Linked DNA regions of Mus musculus: regions 1, 3 and 4 are each linked to region 2. Evidence: chromatin contacts called from public promoter capture Hi-C data. All regions are on one chromosome and are shown on one strand. Each heading gives the region's core, a stretch centred on a gene start, on an enhancer-like site or on the middle of the called end of the contact. The rest is flanking DNA. Distances are from core to core; before and after follow the strand shown. Region 1 holds the start of D630041G03Rik (RIKEN cDNA D630041G03 gene). Region 2 holds the start of Zfp418 (zinc finger protein 418). Region 3 holds the start of Kmt5c (lysine methyltransferase 5C). Region 4 holds the start of Zfp628 (zinc finger protein 628).

Region 1 (2,904 bases), core at 114-2,613, 2.7 Mb before region 2:
AGCCATCCCCAGTGCAGGATGCAGGACCAAATCGGCCACGGTTCCATGGTCCAGGAGAGGGTGTGGATGTCATAATGCAAAGCAGAGGAGGCACTTACAAGAGTTCAATCCTTATTATTTGTTGCCCTTGAGAAGCCTCCAATCTTGGTTTGAAGATGTCCTAATTGGAAGGAAATCTAATCAGTGCTGGCCACTGAAGGAGCTGAAGGGTCTGAGGGAGGGAGACTGAGGTCTGGATTCAAAGGGTCTGAGGAAAGCATTCTGGGGAAGTATGGCTAGGCTGAACAGGAGCTCCCTCTAGAAGCTCAGCAACAGCTTGGCATAGCCTGGGACTCAGCTACCTACTCTGTCTCCTGCCAGCACCTGGTCACCTTCTGCTTGGGGGAAGAAGATGGCGTGCACACTGTGGAAGATGCTTCCAGAAAGCTGGCAGTCATGGACAGCCAGGGGCGTGTCTGGGCACAGGAGATGCTACTGAGAGTGTCACCTAGTCAAGTCACTCTGCTTGATCCAGTCTCCAAGGTGCCAGAGAGCAATTGGGTGGAAGAGAGAAATGGGGCTGAGATCTGAGGGTGAATCTTGGCTCCGAAGCGTCCTTCCCCTGGGAACTTTGGCAAGCTATCCTTTGAAGCCTAGGTTATTAAACAGGGTGTTATTTCTAGGCCCCTGAACTCTTTCGGTTGCCTTGCCCCAAGTCCTGGACACTGCTCTAGCAGTCATAGGAATCTGTGCCTCCGTTTACCCTGCGACCCCGTCCTGCAGGAAGAACTAGAGTCATATCCTCTCGATGCCATCGTACGCTGCGACGCGGTGATGCCCCGAGGACGGAGCCGTTCATTGCTGCTCCTGGTGTGCCAGGAGCCAGAGCGTGCACAGCCGGATGTTCATTTCTTCCAGGGCCTGCTCCTCGGAGTGAGTGGGCGTGGCTCCGGGTGGCTTTTTTTTCTAGTAGAGAATCAGAGGCGGGGCTTCCATGTTTGGGGCGGGGCCTTGGCAAACGGGGACATAGCCTAGGAAAGCAGGTCTGAGAGGGAACCAGAATTGAGGACAGGTTGAATGAACTCTAGACCATGACTGAATGTGACGATGGGAAGAAGATGCAGAACAAAGGCTTTGAGAAAAACATAAAAAAGATGGTTGGAAGCAGGCAGGCAGGCAGGCAGAACCAAGATGGGGTCCATGGGGTTTGTCCAAGACAGTCGGAGGCAAAGCGCTGAGAACAAGAAAGAGTCCTGGGCAGGCAATGGGTGGGGCGTAAGAGGGGAGATCTTAAAGTATGATTGACAGGCGGAGCTGATCCGTGAGGACATCCAAGGGGCTCTGCAGAACTACCGCTCCGGACGTGGAGAACGCAGGGCAGCAGCGCTCAGGTGAGGAGAAGGGGGAAGCAGATGCAGAGCGCACTGAAAAAAAAAATTCTCCCATCTATGGACCTCACTCTCCTCAGCTAAGAAATGAGCTTGGTACGAACAGCCTAGAGTGTTGAATGTGGTCACAAATTAGCCTTGGCCAGGTCTTACCTGTACCTCCCAGACAAGGTGACCGCTCCGCTCCAGTCTTCTACTTTAGCCTGTCTTGGTCTTTGGTTTCTCCATCTTCGTATCCAGTTTCTCATTATGAAATGCCCAGCCTTCGTTTGACCGCCCCCCCCCCTTCCTGATCCCATCGGTTGCCCCAGCCTCGGTCTCCCCTTTTTCTTAACTCAGGGCGACGCAGGAGGAGCTGCGACGCGGCGCCTCTCCAGCAGCGGAGACCCCGCCCTTACAGCGTCGCCCGTCTGTCCGCCTGGTGATCAACACCGTGGAACCATCCGCAGTCCGCGGGCGACCCCAAGTGGAGTCAATTCCAGAGACTGAGGAAGCAAGGAAACCCGACCAAGCTCGCACGACTAGCAGTGCTGACCCTACCTCCCCAGACTTGGGCCCAAGAGGACCTGAGCTGGCGGGTCTGCAGGCAGAGCGGGATGTGGTGAGCTTGAGTGAGAGGCACCAGCTAGGAGAAAAAGATTTCCTTGACAATCAAGTCAGTCTTGGAGTGGGGAACGAGATTCAGGAACGTGGCACGTCTAGGTGTGACTAGCTGACAAGATGCTGGGTCGGGGATGGGAGTTAATTCTAGAAGTATGGCTAGAGTCTTTGATATAGACCACCCACTGCTCCAGTTATGGGCATGGCCTGACGTAGGGGGTGTGTCCAGGAGTTCAGATTGGAGCCCTGGACCTAGACCAGAGTCTGAGACTCAGGAGCACCACTCTTACCTCTCTTGCTTATGGTAGGATATTCTGAACCACGTGTTTGACGACGTGGAGAGTTTTGTATCCAGACTGCAAAAATCAGCAGAGGCTACCCGGGTTTTGGAGCACCGCGAGAGAGGCCGCAGGACACGACGCCGAGCTGCGGGAGGTAAGGGGCTTCCACATGGACCGAGAACACACCTTCCTGAGTGATGTCCAAATATCCTCTCCCCCTGGGGTCTCCCACCACCAGCCAGGTCTGACTTCCTAAGGCCACCCGTTTGGGTGTTTACACCTTTGGAATTGTTGTCTAATGCTTTCTTGGTGTCCCCACAACCTCACCTGCTCTCTCCGCACAGAGGGTCTGCTGACACTGAGGGCCAAGCCACCCACTGAGGCTGAGTACACCGACGTGCTTCAGAAAATCAAATACGCCTTCAGTCTGCTGGTGAGGATGCATCCATTGCTGGGCGTCGATGGAGTGAGGGCACTTTGACCCATCCATCATTCGTGCACTAATAAGAAATGACCTCCTTTCGTTCCAGGCCCGGTTGCGAGGCAACATCGCCAACCCCTCCTCTCCAGAGCTGTTGCACTTTCTGTTTGGACCTCTGCAGATGGTGAGGCTCATCTTAGCCCTCAGGGCTCCCCTGCTTTAGAAGGATTAAGAT
Region 2 (2,801 bases), core at 172-2,671:
AGTCTCAGCCAGTACCTTTTGCTCCTGTAGGCACTTCTCACTCTGCACCCTACGCTAACCCAGGGACCTCCCTTAAGTTCCCTCAATTTCTCTTTCCTCAGCCACAGGATCTCTTGGCTTACTCTTGCCTCTCTTGATCAGCTTGCTCCTACCCCCTACCCCTTCTCTGTCTCTGTCTCTGTCTCTGTCTCTGTCTCTGTCTCTTCTCTTCACTTCTTCCCTTGAATTCTCTCTCTCTCTTGGTCTGTCTGAATCTTTCTAGATGCCTCAGTCTATACTCTCCCTTACATCTACAATAAAAATTTCCTCTTCCACCATACCCTGGAGCTATTGTGTCTTAATTTTCATTCAGAGGGAAAAGCAAAACAGCCTGAATGTTAAATTGTGTGTCCTTCAGAACAGGTATAAAGTGAACATTTCTAACAAAATTTACTACTGTTTCTCCTAGGATATAAAAATCTCTGTAATGTGCCCAGAGTGATGGCCCATGCCTTTAATTCCAGCACTCCAGAGACAGGAGGATCCCTATGAGTTAGGGAACAGCGTAGTTTACATAGTGAGTTCCAGGCCAGCCAGGCTTATGAAGTGATGCCTTGTCTTAAAACAAAGAAACAAATAATACATTAATAAGTTATTGTATTGAAAAAGAACAATTCAGCCATAGGAAGCTCATGCCTGGGGAGAAAGCTCAGTCAGGAACTCCGTCATTGCCTCACCTTGCCCTCCCCACCCTGTTAGCTTCTGCTAGTGCTGTGAATACCTGATTGGATGATGTTGTCCCTTTATGGTGCTCCTTGTTCTTTCCTGAAGTTACCTGATAGGACATTGTTCTGCGGGGGATCTCCCCCATTAGGACTCACAGATGGCTGCCTTGTTTGGTTTTTGCTGGATATTTTCTCCCAACTAGATGTTTTGGTATTTCTTTCTTCATATTTATTCTTCAATTTGGCTTACTCTATATTTAACTCACTCATTCTAAATGCAGAGTGGCTTACAAAACCTCTCAAGAGAGGCTCGAAAAGTTTTTCCTGTCTGCTGTTTTAACTTTCAAAATTTGGGCTAAATTATCTCTATTTAAAACATGCTACAGTGTGTCGAATATCTTTCCATAAGTAGCAACATATTTCTTCACTAAGCATGGTCAGAGATGTGTCAGCATTGCATCTGGAGTGTTTTCCTTTATAAATACATATAGGTTCCCCCAAATAAAATCCCAAATAAAATCCCCACTCTTCCTTTACTGCAGAAATATTCTGAAACAAATTAAGATCATTGTGAGGATGGATTATGGGCTGCTGTTGGTTCAAGCCTGAGCAGTAGGAACTACATTACCCACAATGCCAAGAGCAGAGTAGCAAACTGCTGAGCCAAAGAGGGCAGTTTCTGCCTGGGAAGGTCGACAGACATTGGGCGGTACTTCCTGCATTTTGTCCTGTCTTTGGTTTAACTGTCCATGGGTTGGTATTTGGAGGATTCTGAGCTTTAAAATCAGCAAGTTAGACTAAAGGTACGAGAGCGAACAGGCACTGGGTGTCGGCCAAGCAGACCATCATCAGCCGCGGCGGCCGTGCACCGGCCCCTGCGTACTCTACAGAGCCGGATGGCGGCGCTGAAGCACCTGGCTCAGGTAAGTGCCACATACTAGGCGCTCCCTCTCCCTAGATACTTTGAGTCCTAGAGCCCCTTGAGGACTCCCGCTCAGCTCACATCCTTATGAAAAACTTAATCCCTGTGTCCAGAACAGTGCCAAGCTCGTGGATGGGATCCGCATTTCTCGTAACTAGTCTGATGAGGCATGGAAGAGTGGGACCAAGAGAAGAGTGATTGACTGATTTGTGTGGGCAGTATCACGTTTGGCCACTTTAACCGGGAGCATTCCAGCCTAAAAAAACGGCAAGGTGAGGTGCATTAACTATGCCCTCACTACGGAGGAGCCAGCGGGACTGAATGGAAGATAAATGTAGCTAGAGGTTATTCAAAATATTCCAAAAGCTGCACAGAGTTAGAGCGGGCTGGAAGAGAATAATATGGAGCCCTCAGGAGAATAAAGCTTTGTGCAACATCCCGCAGCTGCTATGACTCAGCACTATGCATAGTTTAGAGATAATTTAGATATAAAAGGTTATGAAGATTCAGGACTGGACAGGGGTCCAGGTCCATGAAAACTTACCATGGTCTTTGATTCTTACAACTTTCTTCCCACAGGTTCCCAGATCTACAGAAAAGGGTATGGTCTGTATACAGGTGAGTGTGGGGTGTTCTAGTAAGTTCACCAGTGTGGCCACACTTCTTGCCTCACGTTGGTAGTGGAATTCATTTTTGTGGGGGTTCTTAAGAATGGAATGTAACATTTAGCATGGAGGCATATCCCTGGAGTCTGAACACTAGAGAGGACCAAGGCACGTTCAAAGCCAGCCTGGGATACATGGTGAGACCCTAAGAAAGAATGAGTGATTGATAAGATAGCTCAGTTGGTAAAGGCACTTGCTACCAAGCCTGAGTACTTAAGTCAGTCCCCAGAACCTACATGATAAAGGGAGAGAACTGATTCCTGAAAATTGTGCCCTGCTTTTCTACTTGTACACTCACATACATATGCATACTGGGAGAAAATAAATAAATAAATAAATAAATAAATAAATAAATAAATAAATACAAAAAGAGGGAGACTGAGATTTCAAAACCCAGTAGTATAGTGGGAATGTCAGCCGCTGGCTAGTCACACAGATCTACAACTCTGGGGAAAATTAAGCATGGAGACATCCTGATTGCTGAAGGCTGCTGTTTATCCTTGAATACGG
Region 3 (3,010 bases), core at 68-2,567, 2.4 Mb before region 2:
CTTCAGCCTCCTTAAAAACAAAATGTTGCAGCAGCACATATACTAAAATTGCAGCGATACAGTGAAGATTTGCATGGCTCCTGTGCAAGGATGACGAGCAAATTCATGCCTGATCTACATGGTGAGTTCTAGGACAGTCAAAGCTCATGTCTCAAAAGAGAAGCTACTATGATTTAATCAATTGTGTGTGTGTGTGTGTGTGTGTGTGTGTGTGTGTGCGTGCGCGCGCGCGCGCGCGCGCCTTGGCATGAATGTGGAGGTCAAGGACAACCTTCAGGAGTCGGTGCTTTCTTTCCATTATGCGGATCCTGGCTATGAGACTTGTGGGCAGGTGCTTTTACACACTGGGCCATTTCAATGTCCCATCTCACTTCAATCGGTTGTTCCTTCAGTCTGTAGTAACAAAACATTCTGTGCTGTAGGCATTATCCTAACCCACCAAATAGATAACTCAGGAAAGACAAAAACAAAAGTAAGCTTACTTGTTTGGACGTAATTATGATATCCTGCTAATTATACTTGCAGGATTGAAGAGGTGGGTAATCTTAATTAAGGGGTTTCCCCAGGGGAGTGCCCCATGAATCAGAGCTTGTCTTCTAAGTCCCAACTTCTCAGCGTCGTCTCTTTCTGAACTGTTCACAGGCAGGACAAGAAAACTTCACAGAGTTCTTGTAGGTACAATTTTCCAAAGATAAGGAATACTGGGAAAGAGAAAAGATCTTCTTGCTAAGCAGGGTTGGCACTGAAGTTTTGTTGCCATGGCAACCAATGGTCTCCTGGGGCCGGGAGCGCGATGGCGCGTGTGTGCATTCACCTCTTTCCTTCCTGGTTCGCTCAGGGATTTTGCCCCACTTCAAGCTGAAAGAAAGAGAATAGAGCTCCGGATTTAGGGTGATGGGCGGAGGCCTTAACGAATGGAAGCGTGGTCCTGTCCAAGGCCAACCAATAATATACGAAGTTTGTCTCTGACAGAGCCCTCCCTCTTTTCACTTGGACCTGAATAACCTGACCCAAACAGAGTTTCTGTTGGAGCGACGGCTCTTTAAGCCAATGAAAGCACTGATTTGGGACAGTGCAGAAGAAGAGGCGGGACAGATTTTTATGGCAACGCCTGAATGACAGCGACCCGAGCCATTGGCTGTAGTTCGCTGGATTTATTGACAGAGTGGGCGTGGAGGGGTTTTGTCAGGGCACCGACTGGGGCCAGAAGAGGCGGGAAAAAGAGAGCAATGAGAGTCAGCCAATAAGAACAGCGCGAGTTTCATAGCAACGGAAGAGTGACGGCGGGTTGGGCCAAAGGAAGGTTAAGCTGTTTGTTACGCCGGCCGAGGGGAGGCGCGGCGGCTGTGTCGGACGAGAGCCGGAGGAGGCGGTGGGTGGAGGTGGCGGCTGCAACGCGGGTTCCTGAGGAGAAGGAGGAGGAGAAGCGGGTGAGGGGCGGCGCGGGGCCCGACCTCTGAGCCCCCTCTTGGCCCCCGCCCCGCGCCGCCCGGCCTCCCAGTCACCCCCTGAACCGGCTGTCCCCGGGCCCTTCCTCGAACCTTGCGGTCCAAGTCTCCAGCCCCGCGGATCTACGCGCTCCTCACTCGTACCCTTCCCTGCACCCTTGGAGCCCATGCAGACTCCTCTCTCACTCTCAGGACTTTCCTTGCACCTTAGGAGTCGCTCCTTGCCCCACCAGGGCCCATCCCCACCACCTTTTCCTGCATCGTAACCTACCTACCCTGTCACACTCAGGGCACTTCCTGACTCCTGTCTCACTATCCTGGTCTCTGAGGCCCTTCCTCTGACTCTCTGTTTCCCCAGCCCCCTTCTGCAACCTTCCCAGGCTTTAGTTAGCTACTTAGCGCCCTCAATTCCCTCCTCGAACCCGTAGGATCTTTCAGGTTTCCATCACTTCAAATCCCCCAGGATTCCCTCAAACCCTGCTTGGAACCGCTAAGCCCTTCCCTTGGACCCCAGGCATATCTACCCTTTGGATTTCGTGGGCTCCTCCCTTGCAACCTCAGGTGCCTTCTTCCCCCCACCCCCGCCAATCCTGACTTCCCTCCATCTTTCTCTCCCCTTTCTCTCCCTTCACATCATACTCCCTACACCTCACTTTGTCTTTTCCCAGCTTCCAGGCTTTTTTTCTAAGCACCCTCTTCATTTAACCCAGACCGTTTTTTTTCCAGATCTTTCTCCCAGAGTGGCGGAGTGTGTCTTGCCACACTCTGCCTTCTTGCTCTCTCCCAAAGCGCAGAATTGTCAGACACACCACAGTGAGGGTACTGGGTAACCTGGCCCTCCATTTTATTTGATTTGGTTTTCTGAATCTATTTTTTTCCCCTCTTTGCCTCCGACCCTTTGTTTTGACTTGTTCCTCCTCTCCTTTCTGTTCCTCCCTTCTTCCTGTTTTTTGTCCTCTGGCGGGCTTCCCTTTTGCTGGAGTCCTCGGAGAGGCATTAGGGACTGGATCCTTCTTCCCCTAATGGCTGCCTGGGCTCCACCCACAACCTTTTGACCACTCCCCAGAGGAGGGTGACCTTGGAGGGAGGTGCTGAGGACGGGAGAATCAGCCTAGCAGGGGGTCAGCAAAGGCAGGCCAGAAGCTCCTATGGAGTTCCTTTTCCCCTTTCCCTTGATGAGAGCCCAGCTATCCCAACTCCCTCCTGCCATGCTAAGCCTTTGGAGTTATCTCAGGCAGTTAATTAATCTTCCTTCCGCCTGGGTACACAGGGACCTGTCTCTTACATGTGCACTTGGCAAAGTGGTCTTTGTGTGTGCTGACATTCGAGAAAGTGTCCATGTCCTGGGAAGGTAGTGTATGTGATTGGGGGACATGCATCTGTTTTGCAAGAGGGGAGGAAATACTTACTGCACAGGAGACTATTTTTCTTAAGGTTTCCTCACTCGAAAGTACCTGTTGGGTGTCATTCTTACATAGAGTCCCATGAAGTCAATATTGATTACCCCCGTGCTCTCCTGCAGATAAGCAGGCTCTGGGGCCCACAGACACCCCATGCAGCGC
Region 4 (2,982 bases), core at 278-2,777, 2.3 Mb before region 2:
TAAAATGAAAAAATGTAAATTACATTCAGCCACTTATTTTGTGTGTATGGGCATGCATGTATTTGCCACACAGCATAGATGCTGATTGGAGGACAACTTGTGGGAGTTTGTTCTCACCTTTCACCATATCCATGTTGTAAATGTAATTGCTATTTTCCAGATGTAATTGCCATCTCTGATGTCTACTGTTGAATAAACTCACCCTTTCTAGCTCTTTCTGAATTCTGGCTGGCTGGTTCAACTCAGCTTCTCTGGCCTAAACACCTCTCCAAAGTGACTGATTCTCTCAGCTTCTGACTGAATTGCTCTGCTTGACCTCAAACTAACTCTAGAAATCTGTTCTAATTTGGCTTCTTTTTATTCTCTGGCTCATTGTGTCTTCACCTGCAACTTGTCTCTATAAAACCATCTCTATGAAAACTACCTCTGAACTCCTCTGCATAGCCTCTCAACTCACTGATTCAACTGAACTGGTTGCCTAGAACTCAGAGATCTACATGCCTCTATCTCCTGAGTGCTGGGATTAAAGGCATGCACCACCAAACCTGGTCCTAAGCTTTTCCTTACCTGAAACTTGCTCTATTCCAGGCTGGCCTTGGACTCAAAGAGATCTGCTTGCCTCTGTCTCCTGGAATTAAAGGTGTGTACTAAGGTCATATCTGTGTTCCAGCCACAATAGCCATGTTGCTGGATTAAGACTCCTCTATGGCTTCACTGGGCAGCGAGCATCAGTACCATCAGTCTGAGCCATCTCACCAGCCCTCTAAGTTAGGGCTGGGGTGATAGCTTTGTAGTTAAGAACAACTGCTAGTTTTACAGAGGACTGGGCTTCGGTTCCTTGGGACCACACCAGACAGTTCACAACTGCCCTGTAACTCTAGCTCCAAAGGATCTGACACTCTGTTTTGGCTTCCTCAGGCACCAGGCACACATGGGGTGCACAGACATGCATGTGGGAACTCACATATACAGAGAAGGTAAAAATAAATAGATCTTAAGAAAAAGGCAGCCGGGCAGTGGTGGCGCACACCTTTAATCCCAGCACTTGGGAGGCAGAGGCAGGAGGATTTCTGAATTCGAGTCCAGCCTGGTCTACAGAGTTCCAGGACTGTCTCGGAAAAAAAAAAAAAAATTCAAGGCCAGCCCGTGCTACATGAGCCTACAAGAGCCCATTGTCTCAAAAAGTAAAAAACAAAAACAAAAAACAATTAAGACAACAAAAATAATCTATCCGAAAGTCTCAGCACAGGCTCAGAAAGCAAGCTTGGCCCCAGATACCAGCAGGCAGGGGAAAAAAAGCAGGCTTGTAGGGGCAACTCAGACTCCCGAGACCCAGGCCATCCCAGGCCATGCAGGAAGGTTGAGTGCCTCAGTTTCCTTCCCAGCACGAGGGAACAGGGTCTGCGTGTACACCACGGGCCTGAGGCTTGGACCCCCGGGATTCTGCATCTGGCGAACCCCAGCAGTGGGTGGGGCCGGGCCGGGCTTGGCGCGTTGCGTCATGACGCACGAAGGCGGCGGCGGCGGGGTTTGTGTGCGCGAGAGGCCGCCGATAAAGGTTGAGTGCCTCGCGCCGGGGGCCGTGGGGAGGGAGCGCGCCCCCGCCCCCTCCCGGGCCGCGGGTCCCGCAGCGCTGTGCCGGGCCCCGCTTCCCGTCAGCCCCCGCGGGAAGGCCCTGGGGTTCTCCTTGATCCCCCTCCCCGACCGGGGCCACAGGTGAGAGACCGGAGGGCGCGGTGGGGGAAGGGCCGGAGGGCGGAGTCGTTTGGAGAACGGCGAGCGGGAAACCGGAAGGGGTACCTTAAAGGGAAGGTCGCTATTTCGCCTCCGATATTTAATCTGTTAGGCCGGCTCCGCCCTCTTAAAGGGGTAAGGACAGTGTGTTTAGCTGCATTTTTGCAAAGCTTCCTGCCCTTTCCCTTCTCCCCTTTCTCCTAAAAGGGGGTTATTTCCTTAAAAGCGGGTGATAGTTTCCCAAACATTGAAGGAAAAGTTTCATAATTCTGCTGGTCCCTAGACTATCTGAACAAAGAGATCTTTTTTCCCTCCCAGATAAAACCTCATGTAGCTTAGGATGCCGTCAGACTCACTGTATAGCTGACAATGACCTTAAATTTACGATCCTGCTGCCTTCATCTGCGCGCTGGGATTACAGGCCTGCCTGTGCCACCACGCCCAGTTCTATGGTGTACTGTGACAAGAACCCAGAGCTTTGTGCATGCCAGTCATTAACCCTTAATAACCGAGCTACATCCCAAACCCCAAGAGCTTCCTCGTAAAGCCCAGACGCTTAAAGGGCACTCTCACTGCTAAGATGGGTCCCTGTTCCGTTGGGCCTCTTGTGTTAAAAGATATGGCCTCAGAGGCACAGACAGTTTCTGAACCTCATTTGTCACCTACACGCCAAAAGGAACAACAGCCCTTTAAAAAAACAATCCTTCATAGCCTATTGCCCTTTGAAAAAGAAATCCTTTATAACCTGTCAAAAGGGGGTGCCTCCCTCTCTTCACTCAGACTGTCTTTACTGAGCATGCTCTCTCCTGATGTTTTGGTGGGTGATGGATGCATCAGAGAACGATCGATCGAACGAAGCAGAGGTTCTCTGTTTGGATGATGTGAACATTGACAGAGTAGAACAAGCAGTAAGAGACTTATATGTTGATGGGACTGTCCTGGGGTACTGTCACTGCAGTACTGACTTCAGGATTTACTAGGGAAGGGTCAAGCTGGCACTGTGTTTTGTTACCAGTGGCATCCATCCTATTGAGTCAGGAATCCTGATGAACACCCATCCATTTATTAGACAGCCCCTCTGACAAAGAATGACCTGTCTCCAAATCTCTGTGCTGGTGAGGTTGAGAAGTCCTGGCTAGGGTGGTGGTGATGCACGCCTTTGAGCCCAGCACTCAGGAGGCAGATGCAGACATCTGAGTTCGAGGCCAGCCTGGTCTAGGTAGTGAGTTCCAGGACAGCCAGGGCTGT

Evidence for each region. Promoter capture Hi-C pulls out the DNA fragments that hold promoters and counts their contacts.
Region 1: a contact with region 2 is called in a promoter capture Hi-C map of hippocampal neurons, with 4 times the contacts expected there. The contact joins the promoter of D630041G03Rik here to the promoter of Zfp418 in region 2. A contact is called at or near these places in 2 of 39 promoter capture datasets (cranial neural crest and hippocampal neurons).
Region 3: a contact with region 2 is called in a promoter capture Hi-C map of liver, with 2.3 times the contacts expected there. The contact joins the promoter of Kmt5c here to the promoter of Zfp418 in region 2. A contact is called at or near these places in 2 of 39 promoter capture datasets (liver and pre-B cells).
Region 4: a contact with region 2 is called in a promoter capture Hi-C map of liver, with 2.4 times the contacts expected there. The contact joins the promoter of Zfp628 here to the promoter of Zfp418 in region 2. A contact is called at or near these places in 3 of 39 promoter capture datasets (cranial neural crest, hippocampal neurons and liver).

The regions. Positions count from the first base shown.
Region 1 is chr7:4,469,521-4,472,424 of GRCm38.p6, forward strand. It overlaps D630041G03Rik (RIKEN cDNA D630041G03 gene), which reads right to left and starts at 1,364. Exons shown (of 1, transcript NR_028416.1): 1 at 1-1,364. Eps8l1 (EPS8-like 1) reads left to right here. Exons shown (of 20, transcript NM_001374622.1): 5 at 361-522; 6 at 763-912; 7 at 1,288-1,370; 8 at 1,707-1,968; 9 at 2,276-2,402; 10 at 2,593-2,681; 11 at 2,779-2,853. It also overlaps a transcript of Rdh13 not described here.
Region 2 is chr7:7,169,932-7,172,732 of GRCm38.p6, forward strand. Zfp418 (zinc finger protein 418) reads left to right here and starts at 1,422. Exons shown (of 4, transcript NM_146179.2): 1 at 1,422-1,627; 2 at 2,206-2,244. The coding sequence starts at 1,601.
Region 3 is chr7:4,738,810-4,741,819 of GRCm38.p6, forward strand. It overlaps Kmt5c (lysine methyltransferase 5C), which reads left to right and starts at 1,318. Exons shown (of 9, transcript NM_146177.2): 1 at 1,318-1,430; 2 at 2,971-3,010. It overlaps Gm24537 (a small nuclear RNA gene), which reads left to right and starts at 23; the gene lies at 23-124. It overlaps Gm42369 (a long non-coding RNA gene), which reads right to left and starts at 1,271. Exons shown (of 2, transcript XR_881802.3): 1 at 483-1,271; 2 at 181-393.
Region 4 is chr7:4,913,690-4,916,671 of GRCm38.p6, forward strand. Zfp628 (zinc finger protein 628) reads left to right here and starts at 1,528. Exons shown (of 3, transcript NM_170759.2): 1 at 1,528-1,716.